2 separate regions of the Mus musculus genome follow, and region 1 is linked to region 2. The links are chromatin contacts, called in public Hi-C maps. All regions are on one chromosome and are shown on one strand. Each heading gives the region's core, a stretch centred on a gene start, on an enhancer-like site or on the middle of the called end of the contact. The rest is flanking DNA. Distances are from core to core; before and after follow the strand shown.

Region 1 (2,982 bases), core at 325-2,824, 70 kb before region 2:
ATGAAGCTGACCCTTAAACAATGGCAGCTTACCCTAACTACTTTGTACATTACAATTGTAATAAAAATAGAAAAAATTTCTAGCAGAATTAATTGCCTGTCTCTAGGTTTTCATTTTATCTGTAACTTTACTGTATTTCCTTGGTAAGTATTGAAATGAAAATGTAAACATGCTTAGTTCACACATTTCCAATTTCCTTGAGTGTAATTTTTGAAGAAAAAAATTGATGAAAAGTGATAAGATTTTTCTTGTCCAGAGTTACCTTTAAGAAGGGACATGACAATTTGTAGAGGCTCCACCAGCTGAGGAAAAATTCACTGGGCAAAACATACTAAGAAATAAACAAGAAATTATAGAAATTGGAAAGGAAACCTGAAAAAGTGGAAATGATGTCAATACAATATGCAAGTGTAAGATTATAAAAGTAAAAATATACTTTATTCTGGCAACAGCAAACTGTACACTAGCAGTCAAAACTTGGTTTTAGCCCTTTGTAGGATACAGGATTGTTTCTCTGTGGCAGGGCATAATAACTAAGACGAAACCAGGAAAACGTGGTTGAAGTAGTGCTATCCAAAAAAGATTCTGAACATCACTTTTCTCTTTTTGAAGAAGTACATTCCAATGTATGCTCCAGACCATGCATTGTTTTAACAGTTAATGACTAAAGCCAAAGGAATAGTCTGCTGCTGAATAGTTTGTTATAAAGTTTTCATTGCGTCAGTAAATAATGATGGCTTTTAAACACGCCTATTTACACTAACTTTAAATATAAAAGATCTCCAATATCTTACATCCAACTTACCTATCCACAGACAAAAGACAGTATCAAAAACCCAAACAATCAAACAAACAAAAAACCAAAACAACAAAAGGTTCCACCAGATGTAGTAGAGGAAAACAAAACCTCAAGATAGATTAGTACTCAACTTTTTCCTCCTGTACTCATACTCAGAGTCATTATTAATTGTAGTGGCTAAAAGCCCCAACCTTGGTAGATTGTCTGGGGTCAAAAATTGATTTTCATTTTTTTCCCAGTTGTGACTTCTGTCAAGTTGTACAATGTTTATGCCTCTATTTTTTTTATCTGTAAAATGTAATGATAGACCCTCCCCCCCCCAACTCATAAGTTTGATGATTGTACGCCTTTCACACACAGAATTTTTCATCATGAAATCAGGTTTCACCTGTGTCTGGGATAATTTTTATTTGATTACATTGAATTTAAAGAAATCCTTCCACACTTGTGCATTTGTTTATTCAGGGAGGTGTGCGTAACCCATTATATTTTCTATTCTGGGTATGTACAAATACTTTAGAGAGTGAAAAAGGAGGTCGATGAGAAGAGAAGAGAAGAGAAGAGAAGAGAAGAGAGGAGAGGAGAGGAGAGGAGAGGAGAGGAGAGGAGAGGAGAGGAGAGGAGAGGAGAGGAGAGGAGAGGAGAGGAGAGGAGAGGAAGTCTCATGACTTAAGTTTTCATTGATTTTTTTTTAGACTTCTTCAGTGTATTCACAGACTCCCACACAATATCTACCACCTTCCCCTGTGGGTCCCCAGAGACCCAAAGCCAGAGCATAAAAGCAAGCGCTTTCATTTTGCACTTGTGGAACAGTCAAGCACCACCCCCACCCAACAGCCCAAGACATAAAACAGTTGCTCCTCCTTTCTTCTTTCTTTTTCCATTTTTGCCTTGCTTCCTGTAGATCACTGTGTGTGTGCGCGCGCGTGTGTGTGTGTGTGTGTGTGTGTGTGTGTGTGTGTGTGTGTTTCTTTCTTTTTATTTTTAGATTTGTAACTCCTAGGAGTCTTTCAGGTAATGTCTCATTACATTAAAAAAAATGCAAACCTAAACCCTGCTGCATACATAGAAGGCAGATAAGCCATGCCTGTTAGACACATGGTACAACACCTCACAGCTGCCGCAAGCGAGACCTGTGTTCTTGTTTGAATGTGGTTAAGCTGGGAAACTGAAGTGTGGGTGTCTTTGGAAACAGCCGCTTAAGAGATCTTGAGATGAGACATACAGAAACCAACTCACAAAAGAGTTGTTCTAGCTCTGGCTTTCTTCTTCAATGACAAATGACATGTTTTTGTGTATGTCAAGTGGTCATTCTGACTAAAAGTCAACTTTAAACTCTTCCCCCAACAGACTCATCCCCTTGATTTAATGCTTTTCCCTTAATGAAGTTGTGTGGTTCTAAGGATTCTGTGTGTTAAGCAGATTTTGCTGGCTGCAGCCTGCATCAACACACTTATCTCTAGAAAAACACCATTATCTTTGCACATAAACCTTTAAAAGTAGTCACCACATTTCTTTGGTAGTACAAGGAAACTTCTGATTTGGCCAAAACACAGGAGAGGAAAAACAATAGTCATGTAGTTAAGAACTTCTTTTTGAGTTCTGGTTTAACTAAGCACTAGCACTAACTAAGGTGTTCCCTCAGGCCACCTGCTAGGCTCAGACAGACTGCCAAGGATCTTAATTACAGCTCAGATCACTAGTAGTTGTTTGTACAAATAAGTAGTGTACTGGAAATTTTACTTAATTTCCTTTTTGTATCAATATTTTTCTTTTTATAAAATTTTTATAGCAATAGGCCATACATCTTATGTGGCCATGTGGAAATTTAATGAATTATGATATATTTGGTCCAAAGCAGGATAGTAAGGTTTAAATATTAAATACTACCACCACTGTTATCTTGTTCTTCTTCATAATCATGATCATCATCTTTATCACTATCCAGTGTAGGCAAATAACTTTTATTCTCTATTTTGGAATTATTTCTAAATTGATGAGTATGAGGTTTAAATATTTCAAAAAATTCTGATATACCAGTTTCCAGGGAACATGGTTGCCTCTAGAGTACCATAAGAAATCATGGGTGACAATAAATGCTTATAGGTGATTACAGACTTATGGAAGCTAGCAAGTAAGTGTATGCTCCTTTCATGGGCTGATGTGAACTTTAAAGCAAAATC
Region 2 (2,871 bases), core at 182-2,681:
AGCAACGCACTTACATTTTGTAGAAAACAAGTTAATTCAATTATACTGATCAGAAATATAAATTAAACCCTTTTTGTTGTTTTTATTGTACTAGTGTTGCTCTGATAAGTATAGTTTATCTAAAAGAAGCAGAAAAGCTGTGCCTGTTTGTGTTTCTTATTTTCCTCCTCTCACTTTATAAATACATCTTTTCTTCTAGACTGCTCTTTTGATAGTAGAATCTCTCTAAAGTTACTTATAACTATACTTTACTTCTACAATAAAAATATGTAACTCACACAGAGAGGAGAATGAATTCATGCTGCTTAACATCTTGAGATACTGTACTTATCATTTTCGAAAGCATTTTGAAAGAGGCAATGAATCAACTATTTTTTATCTTTCAACAGTTTAAGAAAAAACATCACCAAAATATTATAGCAAAATATAGATGAAAATATCCCCGTATGTTTCTGCAAGTAATCTTTCTTAATGCAAGCTAGGTTAAATTACAAATATTTATAGTCCTATTTTGTCTGGTATCAGTTGTGCTAAATACATTATTACACAAAGAAATATTCCATTTCAAACTTACATTTTACCAAGTTTGAAGCTATATTCTTCTTCCCACCTGAAGCAGACAATCATATAATTATTTTTGCTTGTGCAAATTCCAAGAAAATGACCTTTGTGGATGGTCCAAATTCATTATATTCATAACTATTTAGATCTGACAGATTAGCTAGAACCTGGTGCCAACTGTCCAATTCTAGATATCAAGGGTGAAAGGCATATCAGAGCTAATTATTCATTAACAATTTGGAGCCTACCGTTTCAGTTTCTTTCTCTTTTCTCCAGAAGTCTCCAAAGAATTCATGTGACAGCCACTCCAATGAGGATGCTACTGATCTGTGCATTGATCCAGCTCCGTTTTCTGAAAACAACCAATCCAATCTTCATTTACTCTCCCCCAAAAAAGCAGTGAAGGAGAAGAGGGAGGAAGAGGGAAAGAGGGGGAGGGAGGGAGGAAGAAAGGGAGGGAGGGAGGAAGGGAGGGAAGGAGAGAGAGAGAGAGAGAGAGAGAGAGAGAGAGAGAGAGAGAGAGAGAGAGAGAGAGAGAGAAGAGAGAGAGAGAGAAGAGAGAGAGATGTAACAATAGAAAAATGATGAAGGGAAAAGGGGAAAAGGCAGGTTTAAAAAAGTTCAGGATTACCAAACCACTACCATGTTGGAAAATATGGTAGTGAGTTGTCAGAGTGAAATATGCAAGCTGTTCTGAATACATTGAAGATTTCCGTTTTCAAGTGGGTGAGCAGATCTCTCTCTCCCTCCCTTCCCCTTTCCTCCCTCCTCTCTCTCTCTCTCTCTCTCTCTCTCTCTCTCTCTCTCTCTCTCTCTCTCTCTCTCTCCCTCTCTCTCTCTCTCTCTCTCTCTCTCTCCTTTCTCATTAATGATACAAGGCTATTCAACAGGCTGAACATAGTGCCTGCAAAGCTTCATATTTAGCAGAAGAAACACTCCTTTCTAATTATAGGGTCACACAGAATTGTCTTCTAGTTTTGTGGTTGCACTGAGCTTTGAGTCTGAGATAACACTGAGACTGTTAACTGAGTCATTTGCAGAAGAAGCTAGGTGCCTTCTGGTCCCTTTTATAGATACCAGACCAACACAACCTTCAGTATGATGCCTTTCCCCAGCTCTGCACTTTTGTTTCAGTATTTAAATGGACATTTCTCTAAGTATACGGTAGATTCTAATAGTAAATGTCAGGGAGAGAATGATCTCTGCCTAGAACATTCCTAAATATACAAGCCTGTGACATTGACACTGAAATAAATACTCTACTTCTTAAGAGATATTTTGAATTATAATCACCTTTTAACTTCCTGTTCACCATTCTTTGTTTTCCTCAGTGTCCCTGTGATCAGAAAGTGTAGATAGGCCTCCATTTCCTCCTAGTGGTTAGAGAATTTCCAGTCAAATGGGGCCAGTTTTATGTAAAATATAGACAGTTCCTCAGGTTCTTGAGGATGATGTTCCAAGGAATGTAAGCCCAGTATCTAAGCCCAGCGCCACACTTCATGAAGCATCAAACACTTTCCACACCAACATGGGAAGATGAGGAGGAGGAAATCTGCAAACCCTGACTAGTCATTCCATATCAGAGCAAACAAAGTTTCCACTTAAGCCATAAGAGAGATGAAGGCTAGTGCAAGTTCAGTCTCAGGCTTGAACATAACCTGTATGGTGTAGTTTAGGGAGTGTGTGAAGGCCTTCTGCCTCAAAGGACTCTTATACTGAGCTTGAGAGATTAGTTGGTCTTCTGGAAGTAAACATTTCTGAGATCTTGATTTTAAATTTTTAATGCTCAAAAATAGAAAAATAGTCTTATTAAGAAACTTTGGTGAATATATTAATTCAAACTAGAAAGAAATTTGTAGCAGGAGTGGGATATATTATAAACCTAGAGACAGACCAATGGGAAAACTGATCTGCTCAAGACTTGTTACAATGCCAATGATCTCTAGTGTCAAATATATATATAGGGATAGAATTTCAGTATATATATATATATATAGGAGTAATCAAAATATGCATTAACCAAGATATGGGTACAGAAGAATGAAATATGTTACCCCTACTTTAGCTTTTTACTTTGTATTCTGGGATCTGGGATGCCATAAGGGATACTTTTCTTGTTTATTTAAAGTGGATTTTCCACAGCAATGATCTCAGCCCTCCCATAGGCTTACTTCATTCTATTCTAGACATACTGAATCCTTGCTATGTGTAAACACAGTAGATCAAAAAGAGGTGGGGAGAACAAAATGGTGAGCAAAGGATGGGAGGTAAGATGATGGGGAAGGAAAGGCTGCCAGCTCCAGCAGCTTT

Evidence for each region. A called contact is a pair of places that touch in the nucleus more often than the background predicts.
Region 1: a contact with region 2 is called in a Hi-C map of B cells, with 2.4 times the contacts expected there. The contact joins the enhancer-like site here to the promoter of Gpr174 in region 2. A contact is called at or near these places in 1 of 39 promoter capture datasets (the C10 cell line), 1 of 15 datasets of contacts at CTCF or cohesin (CD8 T cells), 11 of 484 Hi-C or Micro-C datasets (B cells, CD4 T cells, the HPC-5 cell line and 6 more), 2 of 115 datasets of contacts at active chromatin or transcription factors (CD8 T cells and memory CD8 T cells) and 4 of 9 other capture datasets (adipose tissue, liver, macrophages and 1 more).

What each region holds. Positions count from the first base shown.
Region 1 is chrX:107,324,858-107,327,839 of GRCm38.p6, reverse strand. No RefSeq gene overlaps it. Among named protein-coding and RNA genes, the nearest start is that of Gpr174, 70 kb to the right of the region's middle. Within about 2 kb of position 1,574, at least 63 of the 459 cell types and tissues checked have an H3K27ac peak or open chromatin away from gene starts, as enhancers often do. A contact at or near this core is called in B cells, CD8 T cells, Th1 cells and 4 more, where this site is marked.
Region 2 is chrX:107,254,438-107,257,308 of GRCm38.p6, reverse strand. It overlaps Gpr174 (G protein-coupled receptor 174), which reads right to left and starts at 1,431. Exons shown (of 5, transcript NM_001358747.1): 1 at 1,193-1,431; 2 at 810-913.